3 separate regions of the Mus musculus genome follow, and all the other regions are linked to region 2. The links are chromatin contacts, called in public Hi-C and promoter capture Hi-C maps. All regions are on one chromosome and are shown on one strand. The core of a region is the stretch at or near the end of the contact, and the rest is flanking DNA. Distances in the headings are between cores, read along the strand shown. Region 1 holds the start of Car4 (carbonic anhydrase 4). Region 2 holds the start of 1700125H20Rik (RIKEN cDNA 1700125H20 gene). Region 3 overlaps Bcas3 (breast carcinoma amplified sequence 3).

Region 1 (2,978 bases), core at 182-2,681, 210 kb before region 2:
TCCAGAGCAGAAGCAGACAATGAGACCCTAAGCCTGGTGAGGACACCCTCCTCCAACCTCTCTGTAGGATCAAAGCTGCCGGTGTAGGCTGTGATCCTAGGCCAGAGAGAGGAGCAGGCCAGACTCAAGAAGGGAGGAAGCTCCTTTGCTTGGATTGTTCTGATGGAGTCGTTCCCCTACAGAGGTTCAAAGGCTGGTGCTGGGGCAGGGAGAGGGTGATGTGAAGAGAATTTGGCAACGGATAGGGAAGTAGCTGGACCAGAAAAATAGGGCTTCCTGTTGATGGAGGAGTCCAGGTGTACTGCTATTCCTTGTTCATCTCCCCAGACTTGTCCTAGAAACTCCCCAGGGATGCGCAGACTCCCCATCTGTGAGATGTAAGGGACCTCCACAGAGAGTAACAAGTAGTGCTTGCCTGGAAGTGAGGCCAGATCCATTTCCCAGATATGGGAGACCGTTTACTCTTTGCTGAGGACTCTTCCTGTCTGATGGGAGAATTAGGGATATATCCAGATCCTTAGTTTTTTTTCTCTTCCCCAACTGTCATCTACTGTCATCAGATCTCAAAAGCACCAGTCCTTTCCCCTATGACATCGTGGGCTTTTCTAGTAAACCAATTTTCTACTGTGTCTCCGTGCCCCCTCCTCACTTTCCCATCCCCTTAATTCCATACCCTTTCCAGCCCCCCGACTCTCCACTCCACCCCATCTTCTTGGCTTAGCACAAGACCCACCAGTAACCACGTTTTAGGGAGCTTAGTTCTAGGTAGGAAGACGGGTCTTGGTTTCTTTAAAATTGAGTTTGGATGTAACTCAGTGGTAGAGTGCTTGCCTAGTATGAGAAATAGGGAACGAAAAGGAGTGGGGGTGGGGAGGAGGAGGAGGAGGATCTTCGTCGTCGTCATCATAACCATCATCTCCAGTCCCGAGAAAGAAAACGCAAAACAAAATCAAGTTTGGAATAGCCAGGAAGGAAAAAGATGAGACTGGAGCGTCAGCTACCGCTTCCTCAAAGAGCCTCTCACCGGGCATCTCTTCAACAAACAGCATTGCAAAGCTTTCAACCGTCTCGATTCTCCGTCTCCCTGAGACCATTTGGCTCCATCTTGCCCCAAATCAAGTTTATTACAAGGACACACTAGGAGACCCTGAACAGTTGGTGGCAGCATGATGGAAGTTACGAGTCTGGGAAGATACCCCGTGGGTCAGGTACCTGAGGATAGCTCATCTTTCTTCCGGAATCAGTTAACAGGAGTAGGATGGGGGCAAGGTGGGGATACTCCGCTTCTAAGCCCTGAAGATGCGGAGTGGGTGAGGGGTCTTTTCGCCATGGGCGAAGGTAGCAAGGTAGCAAGGTAGGCGGGGAGATGATTCTTTCCGATCTGAGACTGGACAAGGCGAAGAGAGGCTCCGCCAGGAGGAGGAGCCGACTCCCACGTCTAGCCGTCCGGGCTCCCTTAGGTCGTGGCTCTGCTATAAAGCCTCCACCAGCATGATCGCGACGCCTAGGGTGGCTTCATTGGTGATTGACCCTAGGCTGGGCAGCGTCTTTCCCCTCAAGCACCATGCAGCTCCTTCTTGCTCTGCTGGCGCTGGCATACGTGGCCCCCTCTACTGAAGGTATCCTCGGGTGACCCTCTGCGCCCCCAGGACCCGGTACCCTTGCTAGCGCGCTCCGGCTGCGCGTTGTTCGTGCAGGGAACCGTGAGGCTGCAGCGGACCTGGTTGTGTGAGCGGGGGCGCCTACACGTGTCCGCGGGAGGCTGCGGGAGAGGGGGATGTGTGCTCGCATGTGTGTGGCCGCGGGGTGTCCGCGTGTTGGACGCTCGTGTGATCTGTGGTGAGGATGCTTCTCTGACCCGCCTGGATCCACGGTCCTTTTCGCACCTTGGTTCTCCTGGGTTTGCCCGTGGGTGGCGAGTGGCCGACTGTCCTGCAGAGACTCTGAACCGGTAACTGTTGCCCACCCAGAACAAGCGCAGCAGGTTGGATGTATTGGGGTCCCGGTGTTCCCTTCTTCTGACTCTAGGGTCCTGCCCTCTGAGCTTCAAGCTCCCTTCTCCCCTTCCCCCAGTGCTGGATTGGGAGCCTGGCGGGGGGCATCCTAAGACCCAAGTCCCTGGCCAAGCCGGTCTTTCCAGACAAGGTGATTTTCGTTTAAAGATTAATGGTGAGACCGAGCTCTTAATTATTCTTCTAGGTGGGAGGTGGAGGTAGAGGCGTGTTAATATTTGATAAGGAGCTAAAGGCGATTCTAGCGGTTGGCACCTTCTCCAATACCCCATAGCTCTTCACGAAGACTTCATCTCTTAGTCCGCAGGGAAGCTTTCCCGTCCAACGGGCCAGAACTCCCTTCCAGAGTTGGGTGCTCTGCCCTGGAATGGATAGTGGGGCGTACGGTGGGGACGTGAGGGGTCTCTCAGACCAGAAGGAGAGAGAGTATTCCCCGTTGCAGGACTTAGTTTGGAGGATGTAAGGCATCTTGCAACAACTCCTTCTTAGTGGAGGGAAAAGAGCAACTAATATAATGTTAAAGGGCGGAGTGTGTGTGTGTGTGTGTGTGTGTGTGTGTGTGTCTAGGGGTTGGGCACTTAAAACGACTTAGTAAAAAGGAAAATGTTTTTAAATTAACCAGTGCCTTGTAGCTGTTCACGTTGGTTAAGACGTATAAAGTATTCTGTCGTTTACAAACCGGGTTTAGTAGTTGTGTTCCTGGGTGCTGTTTTAAGGATAAAGAGTATAAGAGTTTAGGCAGTGTCCTTGGGCTCTGGGCAGAAAGCACTCTACAAGAAGGTCATGAGACCTGGCCAGTGACCTGGGGCCATGTAGGTAGGACTCCATCTCAGCTGACTTCTTCACACAACAGTTCCCATTTTAGTGGCAGGACCACCTTCCTTCATGCATAGTCCTGGCGGAACTGGAAAGTGCACAGGTAGCTGGTAAACAAATCCTCAGCATTAAATCCCAGAGAGAAGGGAT
Region 2 (3,080 bases), core at 497-2,996:
GTGCTGTGTTGTCCAGACTGGCCTTGACCTTACAACAGTCCTAGGTCTTGTGCCTTCCTGGACACGACTATTACAAGGTCCCGCCCTGGCCAGCTTAGCAGCAGGACAGAGGAAGCAGAATGAGGGCCATCCCCTGGGGGCTTTTGGAGCATATACTCCAACACCTTTTTAGTGCATATTCAAAAACGGAACCGTGTGCACATGCTGCTGCTCTCAGCTCAGGAGCTTTAGGCGTAGAATAGCACTTGGACACGGGGGACAGATATGTGACATAACATTTTATTTATCCTAGTGACATCTTCAGAATGCCACTATTGTCAATTTTTTTCTCCTTAAGGCTCTCCCCAGGATGGACAGAGGTAATGCATGTTCTACATTTTCAAACACATTGTTTACTGACAATTTTATAGAGTGTCTAGGAGGCTTTCTTTTGCCTTCCTCTTACCAACATGGTTGTCCTTAGCTGTGAAATAATCCTCAGGGAGCAGGTCTTCCAAAGTGAAGCAGAGAAGTAGGGACTTTGATTGTCCCCATCTCCTCTCCACAATTTGCTAAACATAATAGTACAGAGAATAGTTTATTTCTGGACAGAAAAGGAACTCGCCCCAAACCCCAGGGTCTCCTGGCCTGTCCAGCCTTGGAGCTGGTAAGAGCTGCCATGTCCTGACCTGTGAGGCTAGATGGACAGAGGGAAGTTCTATTGGCTGACCCAGAGGCCACCAAAGAATAGGGAGAACATGATCAAACTGAGCGACATCCAAGAGGCCCTGGAGATGGAACCCAGCGTTCCAGGGGAAACATGGCTTAAATGGATAAACTGCAGCTGCAACGGTCTTTTACACCGGGCAACTCGCTACGCTAGCTGGGGAAAGACACGAGGGGGCGCTGGTGCCCTGCTAGGGACAAAGCTTGTCCTGACCGAGCGGCTGAGCACCCATCAGCCGGAACCATGCCTGCAGCTCAAGACACTGCTGATAAGTGTTTGCTCGGTCGCCCCGGCCTCCCGCTGGCATGCTGGAGAAGCCAGAGCACTCCGAATCCAACCAAAAGCCTTACTTCTGTTTCAGTGGCCACTGACTTAAGGCAAGTGATAGGACCTCGGCTACCCAGGCTCATTATGAAACAGGGTCACTACTTGGCACCTACTCCCAGGAAGGTTTTGGTGAGATTAATGAAATACATGCCAGCTGGTACTTTTGTAAGTGCCCTTAAAGCAACCCAAACATCACTCCACACAATCATTTATTAACTAGATGGCTACAGGGCGCTAGCAGTGTATTTCAGTAGAGATTTATTATATTCCATTCTCTCTTTCAGCACACCTTTTAGTCCTTTGTTCTGGAAAAGACTGTTACAACTCTCCCCTCCCCGCCCCCGCGCCCCCAATACACACACTTTCTCTCTCAATAAGCCTCCGGAATAACTGCGGAGTGGTGTCCATCCAGGAAAATTACTTCAGAAACTTTACCGAGGTTTAAAATCAATAGCTTCTGGCCAGAGGTGTGCCATTTGGTCCTAGTCAGCTGTAAGCACTGACACACAACCCCCCCAAAAAAAAGTGGGGTGGGGGGGACAGCACACGTGGCTCACTGACTTACCTAGTCCAGATCCCAGCTGAAGGAGATAGTTGGCTGCCACCCTGAGGCATGAGTGAACAGGGTAGAGAGGGGCCTGAGCTCTGTGTTGGCAGTTGCCATGGTTTTGCTCCGAGTTCTGGAGCCAACCTGCCCACTACCTGGGGCACTCAGGTCACAGAAGCAGTAAGTTAGAAGTCTGTGGGGAACCTGAGACTGTGCTATCCTGGTGTCTGCCCACCCAGCTGTTGAGATGGAAGCCTCAGATTGGCAAGGGGGTGAAGGAGACAAGCCACTAGAGAAGGTGAAGTGAGGCTGGGATGTGAGGGAACCAGGGAAGGGCTGGTTTTGGAAAGCCACGAACATGAAATTCAAGGAAGGAGACAAGATGAGAAAATGGTGGAGTATGTGGGTTGGCAAAAGCCCCAAAGAACAAGAGAACACAATTCCTTCAGACAGTTGGGCCAGGGTGTAGCTCAGGAGTAGAGAGCTTGCCTGCCCTAGTCCTGGGTTTGACTCCCCAGAGCCGCAAAGCAGGGGTAAGCAAGTAGGAAACGTGTTTATCAAAGCTGTGTTTCTGTCAAGACAGTGAGAAGTCCCATTTGATCATTAGTTATAAAGGGTTACCCATGTCCATGTGAGCACACGTATGTGTTACGGTCTCTGTTCAGTTATGTGCTGTGTTTATGGAGTTAGCCAAAGTCCCCCACTCTCTACAGTTGGGGGGAACCTGTCCTGTACCTACTTTACCTAGCTTCCCTTCAGAGTGCTCTGAGTGTGGCTCTTCCTCTCCTGAACTCCAACGGCAAGTAATCCAATTGTTCTGAGAGGCTTTGAAAATGTGAGTTTAACCCTAGCACTTAGGAGGCAGAGGCAGATGGAGCTCTGTGAATTCAAGACCAGCCTGGTCTACAGAGTGAGTTCCAGGACGGCTAGGGCTGCACAGAGAAAGTGGTTTCATTGTTTGGGGGAGGAAAAAAAGCAAGCAAACAAAAAATCCTAAACAACAAACAAAAATCCCAAAACACAAGCAAACAAAAATGAAAAAAGACAAGAAACTTTAAGTTTCAAACCCAGTTAACACCAGTCTAATAATCCTGTGCTAAATCAGTAATATTTCAGACCCTTTGTCACCACTAGTTTTCAGTTCCCTTTGCTTCACTTTGTGTCACAAGTCCCTTGTTACCACCACCACCCTTTACCGGGTGCCCTTCATGCATGCCATGATGCTAACATTTAGAGATGCATAGACATTGGCCTGGCACCTCGGTATGTCCAAATGAAAGGAGACATGGGCCGGGCATGGTGGTACACACCTTTAATCCCAGCACTCAGGAGGCAAAGGCAGGCAGATCTCTGAGTTCGAGGCCAGCCTGATCTACAGAGTGAGTTCCAGGACAGCCAGGGCTACACAGAGAAACTGTGTCTCAAAAAACCAAAAAAAAAAAAAAAAAAAAAAAAAAAAAAAAAAAAAAAAAAGAAGAAGAAGAAGAAGAAAAGAAAGGA
Region 3 (3,044 bases), core at 522-3,021, 220 kb after region 2:
ACAGGTGCAGGCACTGCTCCTGTAGCAGGTTCAGAGCAGGTCAAGTTGTCTTTTTACCAAAGTTTATTTGCATGTCTGTTTAGCAAGAAGTTGCAGGGCAAGAGATGTGGCTCATGGTTGAGTCCTTCCTGGTGTGTACAAGGTCCTGGGTTCAATTTCTAAAAACTCAAAGAACCATTACTGTCAGTTTTTGATATTTAGTATTGTACAGTATTGTAAAATAGCACAAATAAAGTGGTATAGATTGCTGTAAATTAGATGACATCATGGTGGCCTGGCAGGTAGTCCACTGGAAGAATTAGTGAATTCTTATATAATTTTTCTTGATTTGTTTGTACGATTGTTTGGTGGAATTAGATATTGATCCTAGGGCCTCACGTTACATAATCATCCCCACACTGCGCTGTATCCTCGCACTGTTTATTAACAATGTTGTTTTTGAGATAGGTTCTCACTAAGTCGCCTTGGTGATTTTTGATGCCACTCTGTATAGTCCAGCAGGCAGAGCCTGAACCTGTGACCAAGAAACACAAGACTTGGGTCTTCTGAGTAAGATCACAGTAATGCTCATCAGCCCAGCTGCCTTTGTTTGGTTTTCGTTTTTTGAGACAAGATTTTGTTCCACAGCCCAGGTTGCCCTTGAAACTGTAATTTCAAAGGTTTCAGCATTCAAGTGCTGGGTTATTGGTGTGTATCATTATGTCCAACTTTCTCTTGTGTTACTGTGGTGGCCAGGAAGCTGGAATTCTGCTGGGTCCAAACTAGAAATGTATTAGAGGCCTGTCAGTGGTGGGATATGTAAAATCATAGTGTTTTCATCCAATGAAAGAAAGACTTGTAATCATATTCATTGACATGAATTAATTTATAATCATAGTAATGTGGAAGAGGTTCTATAAGAGTATACTATATGACCCCAGTTACACTGTGTCCAGTAATGCAAATGTGTGCCCAGTCTTGAAAGTTAAGATTGTGGCTATAACCGGGGAGGGATGTGGCAAGCCTTCTGAAGCCTTGTAACTTTTTGTTGTTTTATTTATTAATTTTTTTGGAGATAGAGTGTCAACTTTTAGTCTGAGCTGGTGTGAAATTTCTTGTATAGGCAAGCTTGGCTTCCAAGATGTGGTCAAGATTCGCCTGCCTCTGCATTTGTTACCAGCCTAATTTTTTTGAGGTGTATGTCAGTAGCATAGATGCTTTATGGAACATTCATTAGCCTGTACATGTATAACTGATGACACGTACATTTTAAATAGAAAGCTGTCTGTCAGTAGAGTTTGCCAAAAAAGTCTTTGGATTCTAGTTCTCTGTCTCTGTAGAGCAGAGCACTGTGTGTGTCCTGGGGCTCACCCGGGATCCATTCTGTTGTCCGTGACACGCCAGGGTTTCAGAGCAGGCTGGCTCTCAGAGGTCTCCCAGATGATTCTGTGTGTGGATCGCTGTCTTTTGCACTGTAATTTCCTTTTCCTTAGGTTGAGTTGTGAGATTCTAAACTTGTATTCCCCAACTCCCTTCCAGTTTGGTATGTAATTTGCATATTTTCACCATGCGAAAGCTATTTTCTATGGTTGGAAAAGATTTTTTTTCCTACAGTGTGAACAAATCATTCTTTGTTCTCCTTATTGTGCCTTCAAACTGGTACGTCCGGTTTATGCCCTAAACAACAAAAGTCTGTCATCAGAAATTAAATGCCAGCAGGACAAAGGCGGAGACCAGGAGGAACTCTGGGAGGGAGCGGCCTCCTGTGTACCCTCCTCTCCAGCCTGGAGTCCTGGGTCCACTCTCTCGTGCCCCTGCTGTTCAGTTTAGAAGTAAGCTTGCAGCTCACTTTTCAGGCCACACGCTCTCCCTCATTGAGATTCTTTGCCATTTTCTAAGATCTTTTTTTCTGGGAAACCCAAAAGTAGTTTTGACTGAGTTAACCTTGTTTTGGTATTTATTTGAAAGCAAAGTTACCCATGAACATGCTGGATGAAAGTATTAGAGGCAGCTGGGAGCCATCCCCGTCTGTGTGCTTTCTGATGTGAAGGCCCTGTCTGGCTATGCCGAGTAGTGCTGTCTGCGCGCAGTGTTGTTCTCATGTAGGATTTTCACGGATGGTTGGAGGGTTCTTTCCCGGGAGGCTGATACTTGCGACTTACGTTCTGCAGTTAGAACTATGCTTCTGATTTCAGCAGCATAGAGTCAGGCGTCTAGGATGTCCCCAGCTCTCTGTGTATGGCACAGTGCCTCCTCCATTCCCTTTCCTAGGCTGTACCTGAGGATTCTAGCTCAGCTCCCCAACTCAGTGCGGGCTCCCGCAGTGAATGTGGGGGTGCATTTTTGTTATCCTCCTGGTTTTTGTTCTCACCTGTTGCTGTACATGTAAAGATGTGTTCAGGTTAGAATAAGGAGGTTGCTTTGTTTTGAAAATTGTTTTATTGTAAAGCTTCATGTGTTTGGATTTTTTCTATGTTTTCTGCTCTAGTGTATTAAATTCAGTGAGGACAAACGTATTGCAATTATGTTGAGAGATCTTAAAACAATAGTATATTGGAGCACAGAGGCTCAGGGTAATAAGATTATATTTTTTAACGTTAGAATTTTGTTAGATCGAGCCACAAATGCCTGCTCAGGCCCATGGAAATGAAAGCACAGAACAGGAGATTTCGTGTTCACATTGTAGTTTGTTATGTGTGTAAATTTCACAAGTGCGATTTTTCATTACCCTTCTTATTACAACTGTAAGTTTTACCTTATTTTTAATTCTATGAAAATAGACTTATTTTTTTATCTTTACTGTATTTTCAAAATGTAATTGCTTACTCAACATTCTCTGCTTTGCCCTTCTTTGTTTATTCTCAAGAGGTGGAGACTCAGAACTTAACAACACATCTTTAATAGAAGTAGGCAATACCATTTCTTAGTCCATTCATATATGTGTGTCTAGAAACCAAAGAAGTGGTACATTTTAAGATTTCAGAAAAATGTTTGATTGCTGCATTGGGTGGAAGATTTCACCAAATAATTTCTTCCAGTTTTTTATTAAACAGTTTCCTTCTTAT

Evidence for each region. Promoter capture Hi-C pulls out the DNA fragments that hold promoters and counts their contacts. Hi-C and Micro-C count contacts between places; a contact is called where the count stands out from the background.
Region 1: a promoter capture Hi-C map of liver shows a contact between it and region 2. The contact joins the promoter of Car4 here to the promoter of 1700125H20Rik in region 2. A contact is called at or near these places in 11 of 39 promoter capture datasets (the 3T3-L1 cell line, 3T3-L1-derived adipocytes, the C10 cell line and 7 more), 1 of 484 Hi-C or Micro-C datasets (embryonic stem cells), 6 of 115 datasets of contacts at active chromatin or transcription factors (embryonic basal ganglia, embryonic midbrain, embryonic stem cells and 3 more) and 4 of 9 other capture datasets (embryonic stem cells, liver, macrophages and 1 more).
Region 3: a Hi-C map of embryonic stem cells shows a contact between it and region 2, with 3 times the contacts expected there. The contact joins the enhancer-like site here to the promoter of 1700125H20Rik in region 2. A contact is called at or near these places in 2 of 484 Hi-C or Micro-C datasets (both in embryonic stem cells) and 2 of 9 other capture datasets (adipose tissue and pancreatic islet).

Annotation. Positions count from the first base shown.
Region 1 is chr11:84,956,323-84,959,300 of GRCm38.p6, forward strand. It overlaps Car4 (carbonic anhydrase 4), which reads left to right and starts at 1,432. Exons shown (of 8, transcript NM_007607.2): 1 at 1,432-1,619. The coding sequence starts at 1,565.
Region 2 is chr11:85,169,350-85,172,429 of GRCm38.p6, forward strand. It overlaps 1700125H20Rik (RIKEN cDNA 1700125H20 gene), which reads left to right and starts at 1,747. Exons shown (of 6, transcript NM_028589.1): 1 at 1,747-1,878. The coding sequence starts at 1,828.
Region 3 is chr11:85,390,995-85,394,038 of GRCm38.p6, forward strand. The region is part of intron 5 of Bcas3 (breast carcinoma amplified sequence 3); the gene reads left to right. Among named protein-coding and RNA genes, the nearest start is that of Bcas3, 39 kb to the left of the region's middle. Within about 2 kb of position 1,772, at least 96 of the 459 cell types and tissues checked have an H3K27ac peak or open chromatin away from gene starts, as enhancers often do. A contact at or near this core is called in embryonic stem cells, where this site is marked.